Regions from separate parts of the Sus scrofa genome. Here all the other regions are linked to region 1. Evidence: chromatin contacts called from public HiChIP or PLAC-seq data. All regions are on one chromosome and are shown on one strand. Each heading gives the region's core, a stretch centred on a gene start, on an enhancer-like site or on the middle of the called end of the contact. The rest is flanking DNA. Distances are from core to core; before and after follow the strand shown. Region 1 overlaps RELL1 (RELT-like protein 1). Region 2 overlaps PGM2 (phosphoglucomutase-2). Region 3 has its middle 45 kb from the start of PGM2.

Evidence for each region. HiChIP or PLAC-seq counts read pairs in DNA pulled down with a chosen protein or histone mark.
Region 2: an H3K27ac HiChIP or PLAC-seq map of alveolar macrophages shows a contact between it and region 1. The contact joins two enhancer-like sites. A contact is called at or near these places in 6 of 47 Hi-C or Micro-C datasets (fetal liver, liver, mesenteric adipose tissue and 3 more) and 1 of 2 datasets of contacts at active chromatin or transcription factors (alveolar macrophages).
Region 3: a contact with region 1 is called in an H3K27ac HiChIP or PLAC-seq map of alveolar macrophages. The contact joins two enhancer-like sites. A contact is called at or near these places in 9 of 47 Hi-C or Micro-C datasets (blood, embryonic fibroblasts, fetal liver and 4 more) and 2 of 2 datasets of contacts at active chromatin or transcription factors (alveolar macrophages and skeletal muscle).

What each region holds. Positions count from the first base shown.
Region 1 is chr8:29,121,281-29,125,414 of Sscrofa11.1, reverse strand. The region is part of intron 6 of RELL1 (RELT-like protein 1); the gene reads left to right. Among named protein-coding and RNA genes, the nearest start is that of RELL1, 67 kb to the left of the region's middle. Within about 2 kb of position 1,809, at least 10 of the 83 cell types and tissues checked have an H3K27ac peak or open chromatin away from gene starts, as enhancers often do. A contact at or near this core is called in alveolar macrophages, where this site is marked.
Region 2 is chr8:29,319,213-29,323,346 of Sscrofa11.1, reverse strand. It overlaps PGM2 (phosphoglucomutase-2), which reads right to left. Exons shown (of 14, transcript XM_003128910.4): 4 at 1,490-1,574. Among named protein-coding and RNA genes, the nearest start is that of PGM2, 14 kb to the right of the region's middle. Within about 2 kb of position 2,031, at least 3 of the 83 cell types and tissues checked have an H3K27ac peak or open chromatin away from gene starts, as enhancers often do. A contact at or near this core is called in alveolar macrophages, where this site is marked.
Region 3 is chr8:29,260,899-29,265,032 of Sscrofa11.1, reverse strand. No RefSeq gene overlaps it. Among named protein-coding and RNA genes, the nearest start is that of PGM2, 45 kb to the left of the region's middle. Within about 2 kb of position 2,267, at least 22 of the 83 cell types and tissues checked have an H3K27ac peak or open chromatin away from gene starts, as enhancers often do. A contact at or near this core is called in alveolar macrophages, where this site is marked.

The DNA of each region.
Region 1 (4,134 bases), core at 560-3,059:
TGTGGTCTTGGGCAGGCTATTGAACCTGCAAGCCTCAGTTTCCTGTCTTTGACTCAGGGGGTTATTGGAAAGATGAGTTACTGCATCTGGAGCGCTTGGCACGGCAGTGCCTGGTACGTGGAAGGCACTCTGCAAATGTCAGCCACTCTCGTGATGAATCAGATGGTCTTTTTCTTCCTTAACCCCCTGTTCTTTGAGGTCTTGGTGTGAACGGTCCATCATCTGTTTAGGCTTCTAGTTTCTTAAAACATGGCTCTAATTTTTAAAGGGACCAGATGCTTTTTAACAAGGCACGCATATGTCCTAATCAAAGCTGTATTGTGGCTTCTGTGCAACCTTAACATAATAATGGAGTTAGAGCTTTGTCTTTATCATTAGAATGGCATTGTAAGCCATAAACTCTAGAGAGGAAGAGGATCTCTTCCTTCCAGACAATTTTTTTCCGAGGTTCTTCATTTCTCTCCATCAGTCTTGTTTTATGATGAAATGGTCACACTTGGGATTTCTTTTCTTCTTCTTCTTCTTTTATGTAATTAGAGTGCTTTTGAAAAATTGAAGGAGAGTTGATTTACAGAGTTGTATTTCTGGGGCACAGCAAAGAGATTCCATTCTTTTTAAAAATATTCTTTTCTATTATGATTTATCATAGGCTATTGAATCTAGTTTCTTGCACTAAACAGTAGAACCTTGTTGTTTATTCATCCTATAAGTAATAGCTTACATCTGCTAAACCCCAGCCTCCCACCCTATCCCTCCCCCAAGCCTCCGCACTTCCCCTGGGCAACCTCAAGTCTGTGTTCTCTATGTCTGTGAGTCTGTTTCATAAATAGGTTCATTTGTGTCATATTTTAGATTCCACATAAAACACTTGGGATTTCTGAGTTGTCTTTTCAATGTAAGGAAGTTTGGCTTCACTTCCCCCAGCCTGAGCACTCACTAGTGTAAGACAATAATCACCAAATTCTCCCCCTACCCTCACCCCCTAAAAAGATAGGTCAGCGTTATTAAATGTGGGGGGGCCCTATGGCAATGAGAACTGGAGAATAATTCGTTTTCTCCCCCTCTGGTCCATTGCTGCTAGATTTCTCTAGCATCTATGCCAGCTCCCTCCTGTTTTCTGACTGCTGTTTGCCCATACAGAAGGCACCATTTAGCATTAAAAGCTGTGGTAAAGAAATACTATTTTACAGCATGTGTTTGGTTGTGACTATGGTCATACTCACAGCAATAGAATGGAAGGAGAAGAAATTTAACAATGTCGAATGTACCATGACACAGTTCCGGAAACAAGGCTACCACTGGAAATTTACAGGCGTACAGAATGTGGTATCTTCTTTCCTCTTGGTTGTCACCCCAGTAAGATAGGTATTTACCTGGAAATAGATAGTTGCTGTGCTGGTCAAGTGCTCCCTGTTGTTAAGGGTGTGTTTGTGAAGAGCAAGAGCCCAGAGCTGTGAATCAGAGCTGGGGAGCTTTCGACAGAGCCCGAGAAAGGTTAACTTTCCTTTTTCTGCCTCGTGTCTGGTGTGAGCGATCCAGACTTGAAGCAGCTGTTTGTATCTGTCCCTTCCGCTTTCAAAGACACTGTGCACAGTGCAGTTTTAATTAGCCAAGGAAGGCCGTACAAAGAAAGCCAGTGTGATTGGATGATGGTCATGAAAACAATAGCTAACTTGGAGAAGGGTCTGGTATTAAGCACTGCACATACATCATCTTATGCAAAACCCCCAACGACCTTAGGAGGGAACTCTGTAGGGAGGCCGAGGCTTCACAGCTAGTCAGAGGGTGTGGATGTGGGGACAGGCCAATATCTCCGGATCCCTCCTTCGTAACCCAGCCCTCTGTCCTTCCTGCCCACTCCTGACCAGTGGTCAAACTTGTGCAAAGAACACTGGGAATTTCTACTGCGTTGGAATGAAGAGTCTGACTGTGATGAAAGACCCCAGTCTGGGCCTGACATCCTTTGCTCTTGACCTTCTTGTTTTCCTTGATACAAAAAAAGTCCAGGTCTAAGAGAGCAGGTGATAAAAAGAGAGAGAGAGAGAGAAAGACATAAAAATAGTTGAATACCTATTTTCTAGATAATGGCCTAGTTTGAAGTATTACTGGGAAAAGTCTCTCATCTTTTTAAACTTTTTTTTTTCTTTTAGGACAATTTGTCTATTTTTCCAGCTCTGGCCTTTCTACTTTTTTCCCTGATAGTGTCTTCCACATTAATCAACCCAGTATTCAAATGAACTTATTCCCACATTTGAGTTTGTTTGGTTTTTATGGTCCAAATTCATGGTTTAGCCGTGTAAGGTTGTGGCAATGCAGTACAGGGACTTAGTTATTCATTTATAATTAAGAACTTGGTTCATGCTGTTTTTTATTTTATTTTATGCGTTTTTTTTTTTTTTTTTTTTTTTTTAGGGCTGCAGGTGCAGCATATGGAAGTTCTCAGGCTAGCAGTCCAATCGGAGCTGTTGCTGCCGGCCTACACCACACCCACAGCAACACCAGATCTGAGCCACGTCTGTGACCTACACCACAGCTCAATCCCGGATCCTTAACCCACTGAGCAAGGCCAGGGATCAAACCCACATCCTCATGGATCCTTGTCCGGTTTGTTGCCACTGAGCTCTGCAGTGGAGCCATGACTGGTTCATGCTATTTTAGAGGGCAGCTCCTTTTCAGCTAAAGGGGAAAGCATCCTTTACCCACACATTTAGTTTGGGAAATCTCTCTCCCTCCTTCACACACACACACACACACACACACCCATTGTGAGTATTATAACTGTCAGCAGCAGTAAAGGATAACATGGATAATGTTAGACTACATATCCTGAAGGATGAGATATTTGTAAAGGATGTACTTGTCTGTAAAATAAGTACTTATTTGAATAATAAGTACAAAGTAATACTCCAATAAAGACATCCTATTGATTTTTTGCTATTTCTTCATATTTCTGCAAGTTGGTTTCATCTCTCTTTAGTGTTCATAGGCAAACACAGTCTGGGGAAACAAGAGAAGGTTTTCTTCCTTAACGGGGGTAGGTCGGCCTGCGTGGTGTGTATGCTGCAGTCTACACAGGCTGATGTAGCATTTCGCTCCTGTTCCGGGTCTTCAGAAGAGGAAAGTTAAAGGACACGTAACTGACTGTCATCTAGATGAGACCATTGTGAACCACACCACAAACCTTTGAAAAGTAGAAAACTATTTGCCGGGTTTACGAGGGGCTTCCTTTGTGATGTAAATATGGACATGGACACAGACCTGTGAGTGGTTAGAAGAGCTTAAAAATACACTGCAGAGGAGTTCCCGCTGTGGCGCAGGCAGTTTGTTGGTTAATGAATCCGACTAGGAACCATGAGGTGGCGGGTTCAATCCCTGGCCTTGCTCAGTGGGTTAAGGATCCGGCATTGCCGTGAGCTGTGCTGTAGGTCACAGACATGGCTCGGATCCCGCATTGCTGTGGCTCTGGTGTAGGCCGGCAGCAACAGCTCCGATTGGACCCCTAGCCTGGGAACCTCCATATGCCACAGGTACGTCCCTAGAAAAGGCAAAAAAAAAAAAAAAAAAAAAATTCACTGCAGAGCCTTCCAAGGTACAGTGAAGACCTAAGATTGCAGAGGCATCCTTCTTGCCCCGAGAAGTCCCAATCTCGCTGCCCCGTTCGCTCAGTGGAGATGCAGAGTTAGTGCAGTTTGGTGTGGCTTGGGAAAGACACCTTACCTGGCACCTACAAGGTGCCCTGTACTAAACACATTCATCCCATTGCTCCTTGCTTGACAGGATGTAGCTGAAGAGTTCAAGATCAGGTTCCCAAGCAGAAGTGGTACAGGTCTCTCAGGGAGGATCCCCTCCTGTCACCCCAGGAACTGCTGTTAACACAGACCGACCCCCTCTGTCTGCTGTGGTTCTCAAGTTCTGTTCTCTCTTGCTTTATAAAACCCTGATAAAAAGAGGTCCTTTGGAAATTGTGGCCGTTAGATTTCCTTAGACTGAATGCTAAGAAGAAATGTGTCATGGGGGAAGGAATGCAGGGGGCTGGTTATGTGCTGTGGTGAGGACGTGTTACCGTTCTTGTGGGTTTTTAAATATTCAGGCAGGTTAATATGTGATATGATGCTTATCTTGTAAGCTCAACCT
Region 2 (4,134 bases), core at 782-3,281, 200 kb before region 1:
AAAGAAAAAATTCACATTAAGACATGACTTGAGGAGTTCCCGTCGTGGCGCAGTGGTTAACGAATCCGACTAGGAACCATGAGGTTGCGGGTTCGGTCCCTGCCCTTGCTCAGTGGGTTAAAGATCCGGCGTTGCCGTGAGCTGTGGTGTAGGTTGCAGACGCGGCTCGGATACTGCGTTGCTGTGGCTCTGGCGTAGGCCAGTGGCTACAGCTCCGATTAGACCCCTAGCCTGGGAACCTCCATATGCCGCGGGAGCGGCCCAAAGAAATAGCAAAAAGACAAAAAAAAAAAAAAAAAAAAAAGACATGACTTGAGGGCCCGTCGTGGCGCAGTGGTTAATGAATCCGACTAGGAACCATGAGGTTGAGGGTTTGATCCTTGGCCTTGCTCAGTGGGTTAAGGATCCGGCGTTGCCATGAGCTGTGGTGTAGGTTGCAGACAAAGTTCAATTCCCGAGTTGCTGTGGCTCTAGCGTAGGCCGGCAGCTACAGCTCCGATTCGACCCTGAGCCTGGGAACCTCCATATGCTGCGGGAGTGGCCCCAGAAAAGGCAACAACAAAAAAAAAAAAAAAAAAAAAAAAAGACATGAATTGAGGGAGTTCCTGCTGTGGCACAGTAGGGAATGAATCTGACTAGCATCCAAGAGGCTGTGGGTTCAATCCCTGGCCTCGCTCAGTGGGTTAAGGAACTGGTGTTGCCATGAGCCGTGGTGTAGGTCACAGACGCAGCTAGGACCCAGGTTGCTGTGGCTGTGGCATAGGCTGGCAGCAGTAGCTCCCTTTCCACCCCTAGCCTGGGAATTTCCATATGCAGCAGGTGCGGCGCTAAAAAGGCAAAACGACATGGTTCGAGGCAAATCCAGATTTTGACCCAAGAAATTTCCTAATTGTGATAGCTGGGGAAAAGAATACAAACTAAATTAAAAAGCAAACAGGCATACAAACAAATGACATTTTGCTAACTAGCCAAAAGATCCTCAGAACATAAGCCAAAGAAAAACTATTTAAAAAAAAAAAAAAATCAATTTTGGAGTTCCCGCTATGGTGTGGTGGTTTAAAGGATCAGGCTCAGTGGGTTAAGTTCCTTTTAAACCACTGCACCATATATATATATATATATATATATATATAAAATCAATTCTGATGAGACAGAAGTTGAATACCAAAGAAATATTACTAGGATGTGAAGGACCATTCCTGGAAACAAAATTCTTGACATTTATTATTATTTTTTCTGTGCCCACAGCATGGAAAAGTTTCTGGACCAGGGATCGAACCCGTGCCACAGCAGGGACCCAAGCCACTGCAGTAACAATGCTGGATCCTTCACCCACTGAGCCACAGGGGGAACCTGGAGAATTCCTGATAAAAGGAGCCCTTTGTCCTTCAAATACCTGAATCCCAAGAGCACTAAAGACTGTAAAACTCGGCCATATCCCATCCTTGATCCCAGGACAGAAAATCATAGAAGCAAACAGTTCACTTACCACAAAGGGGGTCGGGGTTATATCAGAAAAGAGGTACACGGGAATCCCCTGGCTGATAAACGCGGTTGCGGCGAGCCGGGCAAACCTGGAAATGCAGAGTGACAGGGAGAAGAGAGAGTGGAGCCATCAGGACCGGGGGTGACAAGGAAGAAGGAAACGAAGGCCCAACCATTCCTCTGGGTTGAGTACGGCAGCCAGATGGAGGAAAACTGTGATGACACCTGTGCTGGCGAGAGCATTAAAGCTGGAGGAACCTTAGGAGGTAGCCTGCCCCGCCTCTCTGTTTTACAGAAATGGATGAAAGCCAAGAAAGGCCAGACCACTAGTCTCGTGTCCAGCAGCCATTCAGCAGCTGGGCCCGGCCTGCACCCACATCTCTCAGCTCCCTTCCATCTTGGTGGTCTCAGCCGAGGGCCATGAGGCCTCTGTGGGACATCTGCCTTGTCTAGAGACATTTCTAGCTGTCTCCAAGGTAGGATGCTAGTGGCAGCCGGTAGGTGGATGCTAGGGATGCTAAACAGCCCACACTGCATGGGGCAATGGCCACAAGAAGAGTGATCTGGCTCAGTGACAAGTCACACGTCCAGAGTGCAGAGATGGAGAAACCCCGGTCTTGAGCTGTCACCATCTAGTACACGCCCTAAAGACTAGCATTTGAATTTGATGTCATCGTCTATGAAACATACTCTCATGGCATGTGTGCATGTGATATGTGGGTGACACACAGATGTATATGACACATGTAAATGACATATATACATCTTGGCTCCACTCAGTCCTTTAATGAGTTGACATATTTTTCAATTTCCACAGCACCTGGCTTCAGGCAGGACGCAGAACATGGAATCAAGTCTCTCTTCATGCTCTGCATCAAATACTTTAACACAATAAAGCAGCAATTGACTTCCAACGAGCAATCATACTATTACAAAATTAACCAAACAAATTATTCTCTCAGATATTTCCAGAGGTCTAACTTCATAGAACACTATCCTGGAGCTGGTTGGGGCCAAAAGAAGAGATCTTAAACAACTCAAGCATTAAAATCCCGAGTAGCAACAGTAATATAAAAAATGATTTCGACAGTCAAAATTATGCCCCTACATATAGAGGGAAGTCATAAAAACAACATTTAGCAAAAAAGAATTTTAAAAAATCTGGGAGTTCCCATCATGGCTCAGAGGTTAACGAATCCGACTAGGAATCATGAGGTTGCGGGTTCGATCCCTGGCCTTGCTCAGTAGGTTAAGGATCCTGCATTGCTATGGCTGTGGCGTAGGCCGGCAGCAATAGCTCCGATTAGACCCTTAGCCTGGAAACCTCCATATGCCGTAGGTGCGGCCCTAAAAAGACAAAAGACAAAAAAATTAAAATAAGAAATAGAAAAATAAATAAATAAAAATCTGAATTAAATGCACATCCCATTCATGAGGAGGAACAGAGGTCACATTTACCTACAGGAAACGTGTACCACAGCTGACCTTAGAAGCACTTTCTTAAAGCTAGTAAAGGAGACGACACTCACCACAGTTGAGTGAACTCAACTACAAATGTGCACAAAAAGGATTCAGTGTGTTCTCTGCATATGCTTAACATTACTGCTTATGTTCCCCACCAGATATTTTAAACTTGGAAGATTAAAAGAACTAATTGTTTATTAGGTAAAATTCTGAGACTACAGTAAGTTTCCAAGTCTAAGAAAATTCCATTTACTCATCATGAATGTTTTAACATGCACTGGTTTAATATTTGTCACAATCTCTAAATATCTTGCTACTGTATGTGATGAGAGCAGTCCTGAGCTCCACTCCACTCCATGCCAAACTCTGAGACTTGAACCACAAACAAATAAAATCAATAATATCCGTCACTTTGAGGAACCAATATGGCCCCAAGGCCAAAGCCAAAAATATCTACCCCTTAATTAACAATGTTAACATACATGAAAGAAGTGCCAACCTGAAGCAGGGTAGTTAGCCCAAAAAGAAGAAATTTGAGAAGCTAAACAGACCCTTAGCCACATACATGGACTGCACATGCTTTGACTAGAGGGTCTGACCTGCCCCTGGGGCTGGAAAAGCATGTGTATGATGTTAATTCTAACTGTAAAACCACTAACTAAAAATTGACAAACTGATTCTCTTGAGGTTTATACATCATTCTCTCATGAATGTAGTTCTTATGCGTCAATCCCTGAGCGACATGGCTTCTCTCTTGCTTTACTGACAAAAATCACATTTTTGAGCCTGGCGATTAAGACTCACTATTTTATATCACCCCGGGTTCAATCGAGGAGCAGAAATCACTGAACTTTTGCCCTGGCCATGCTCCCTTCCTCACAAGTACACATTTGTTCTCATGAATGCTTCCTTCTTAGATTAGAAGCTAATGATAAGCAAAGATTAGGACTCCATGAACTCACCCAGCACTATAAAGTTATGAGACTTTTCATTAATATTAAATATTTGTATGTTCTTCCAACCTAAGAAACTATTAATTCCTGTACTCTGGAACAATAAAAATTAATCATAATTGAGGAAGTGTTCAAGTAAAAAAGAGGGTCCTATAATGCGATTAAGAGCAATAGTTGGCAAACTCCAGCCCATTTTGTAAATAAAGTGTTACTGGAACACCCCATGCCCGTT
Region 3 (4,134 bases), core at 1,018-3,517, 140 kb before region 1:
TCCACATGCTGCAGGCGTGGCCTTAAAAAAAAAAAGTTCATTGATAGGTCTCATTTGACTCCCCCTCCCCCGAAGAGCTTCTTGACAGCTTGAAGGTCGAACCTGTTACAAAAGCTGTCAGGAAGATTCTAGAAGCTAATTCCACCCTGGGGTCAGCTCCAAGCCCCATGGATCTGTGATCTTTGACTTTAAGACACATTTGCAAGGGTCTTCCCACATGGTCATTGCCAATAGGGTGACGGGGATGGAGGAATCAACCAGTCCAGCCATATTTAGGGATGAATAAATCAAATCACTAATCAAAACAGGTTACAGTACAAGGTTACTCCCAGAGTACCTTTGCTCTGTGGCCCTCTTTGGATTATCAGCTTTGTGTTGTATTTATTTGTGTACAGTCCTTGTTTTGGCTAACCACATGGTATTGCTGCACTCACAGAGCTGAGAATTCTGAATTTTCCCGTGCTTAATTGATTCTTAAGAGAGACCACTTTGTGCAGTGGGAAAATTTAGTTTAGATTTATCATGCTGAGCATTTGATAAGACAAATTAGTAATGCCACTTTTTAAAAAGTATGGAGAAACTCAACCAGTTTAGCTACTGCGTGCTGTTCAGCTGGTATGCAAATGTATTCGTGGTCCCAGAATTTTTACCCAGACCTTTAGGGTGTGGAGCCAGAATGCCCTTTCTCTGTGCTGCCAAGGTCCTTTCATCTTGGCATATATACTCAGGAACCGCAGGTCATATTTTAAAAGAATAAAGACCTATATATAAATCACCCTCCCAAAGAAAGCTGTGTTGAGCTAAGTTTTGCTTGAGGCTGAGAAGTCTCTTCATCTGAGGATCAGTGGCCCCCCTTGGGGCACCCCCACCCCAGGAAATTGCTGGGCTTTCCAGTCCAGATCCTTTCTGCCTTTACCTGTGTCTCAGCCTAGACAGCTTTGAAGGTCCAGAAGCAGTCATGAAAGAACCTACAAAGGAAGTTTCTAGAAGCTGTGGAGAAAGAGGACAGAGTGAAAAGCAGGTCATTTAATTATATTTTCCTTTGCCTTTGTTTCTCCTCCTTACTTATTCTCTTCATGAGCTGCTGTTACCGTGGAAAGGCTCTTGTCTCATCACAGAAGGAATCAGAAACTAGAAGGAAATTGAGAAGGCAAAGTGAGGATTTATTTAAGTGAGAAACAAGCCTCCAGAGGGAAGGCAGGCAGACAGGTGAGCAGTTGCCCTGCGTTTCTTTAGCAAGTGGGTTAGGAGGGGCATACAAATGAAGGGGCGGAGTATTCACTGGGGATCCTATACCCTGATTTTCTTTTTTTTAATTTAAAATGATTTTTATTTTCTCCATTATGGCTAGTTTACAGTGTTCTGTCAATTTTGTACTGTACAGCAGGGTGACCCAGTCACACATACATCTATACAGTCTCTTTCTCACATTATGCTCCTTCATGCCCCATCATAAGTGACCAGATAAAGTTCCCAGTGCTATACAGCAGGATCTCATTGCTCATCCATTCCCAGGGCAACAGTTTGCATCTATTAACCCCAAATTCCCAGTCCGTCCCACTCCCTCCCCTTCCCCCTTGTCATTTATCCAGATTTTCATTCCAGCTCCACCTTCCTGAAGGGGGGAGGGATTTTTGTCCTTATTTAACTTTGATTGGAAGTGTCCTGAGCCTTGGTCCTTAATGGAATTTTTTTATCTGTAAGGCTAATTTTATTGCAATGAGGAAGTAACGAGCAACAGGTTACATTTGAATGCTGGAGATTCCTGCCTTTTCCAACCTTTCTTTTTCTGCCTCCAGGACACTTACCACCTCAAATGTGTGGTTTCCAGTCAGTTCCTGCTTTTCTTTTTCTGCCATGAGACACCCCCCAATCCCTCACCCCTCCTTCTTTTTGCTGCCCTGGGACCCCCTGCTGTTTGCAAGATGCGTGGTTTCCTGCCAGTTGGCCTTTGGCCTCTGTTTCTCTGTTCACACCTACCTCTCTGCCTGCTGTAACACTGCCACAAAACTGTGGGAGGAGCAAAATCTCATCACCTTAAAATCCATCTAGATGGGACATGGTGGAGGGATTGAAATTACTATTTTTCTCTTTTGGCAGAAAATAAAAGCACCCAGGATAATCCAGGTGTGGAGGGCTGGTGTACATATGGAAGAGATCATAAAGCTCTAGAGTTTGTTTATATGGACATCTAAGTGCGTGGGAATCAGTGCAGAGTTTTGTTTTCTTTTTCTTTAGTTCAACCTGACGAATGGTCTTCCGAAGTGACCTCACCACATTTGCATAGTGCAAACTCTTCCTCTGATCAAGGTGCACGTCTCCATGGATGGGGTTGTGGGGAGACCACGAAGGACAGAGCAGTTCTTGTGGACCCAGTCGATGGTGTGGATAACATCTTTAGGAGGTTATAAAAGGTCATAACAAAACAATCATGCATTCTGACAGGGGTAAGCTGTAGGAGAAACTGTCCCAATAAGAAGGAAGAAAGGAGAGACCTCAGCCATGATGACTAAGCAAAGTCCAGCCAACTGCCCCTAACCACCCTCCCCCACACATCTGCTTCTGTGAACTTGTTTCCACACCTACTCCCTCGCCTGACCTCACTCCGGTCCAACCAGCCAAGCACGGACCCGGAAGAGGTAGCCCATAAAAGCCTTGTGAAACCCTTCTTCGGGGCTCAGACTCCGGAGAGCCATCTCCTCTGAGCCCGCCGGCAAAATAAACCTGAAGTCTCCAACTCTCCGAGTACTCGCTGGGTTTCTCGCCCCGTAAAAGAGCTGATCCACTGCAGCCACAGAGCTGCTGGAGCTGGGACACTACAGCCACAGGGCTGTCGCCAGAGCTGATAACGCTGCAGCACAGGGCTGCTGGGCAGCTGCTGTAACAAAACAACCATCCTCCCAGCCTTGAATCCCCTAATAAGGTTTCTAGGAGGCGCTGGTTCATCATTACCCTTTGAGAAAGGGTAGAATGGCATGTCTCCTCAGGGCAGCTTTTTCTTCTGGCAGCAATAATTGTTTAGTTCATTATTTGTATTCATTCAGACTCATTGACCTTCACATTATTTATCTATTTTTTTAATTTTTTTTTGGGGGGTCTTTTTAGGGTCGCACCCGAGGCATATGGAGGTTCCCAGGCTAGGGGTCCAATCGGAGCTGTAGCCGCCGGTCTACGCCTCAGTTACAGCAACAGGGGATCTGAGCCACATCTGCGACCTACACCACAGCTCATGGCAACGCGGGATCCTTAACCCACTGAGTGAGGCCAGGGATCAAACAGGCAACGTCTTGGTTACTAGTCCAAGACAATGGTTTGTTAACCATTGAGCCAACCTTCACATATTTTTAAACAAAAGAAACATTTTCAAATGGAGATCCGTCATGATTTTCTGTTTTTTTTTTTTTTTTTCTTCAGGGCCACACCTGCAGCATACAGAAGTTCCCAGGCTAGGGATCAAATCAGAGCTGCAGCTGCCAGCCTACACCACAGCCACAGCATCTCAGGATCCGAGCCATGTCTTCAAACCTACACCATAGCTCACAGCAATGGCAGATCCCCAACTCACAGAGCAAGGCCAAGGATTGAACCCATGTCCTCATGGATGCTAGTAGGGTTCATTACCACTGAGCCGCAATGGGAACTCCAGGATTTTCTTTATAAGCATTATGCATCACTGTAATTCTAGCTTTTTGCCACTGAGAAGAGTGAGTTATTTTCAAATGTTATTACAAGCCTGCACTTTCCTATCATTGCAGATCACCTCTCACCCAATCTGCAGGCAGGATGGTAACCAAGATTGTTGGAACCCTGTTGTATGGGTCAGTGACTCTCCATTCTGGGTTGAGGGCATGGCTGTGTGCAACAATTATACTCTAACCAACCAATGCACATTTACCATTGAGCCAAGCACAAGGCTCAGTATCGTGGGAGAAGATAAAGGGACACTGGCATGGTGTATATTCTCAGGAGAAAGGGGGAGGAATAGTCAATAAGTGTTCATCATATACTTGGCACTGAGCTAGCCATTGCAGAAACTCACAAAGAGGTACAGGGCATGGCTGCTGCCTCCAGGGAGCAAGTTAATTGAAGAGTAAAATGAAACAAATAACAAATGCTGGGGAGGATGTGGGGAAA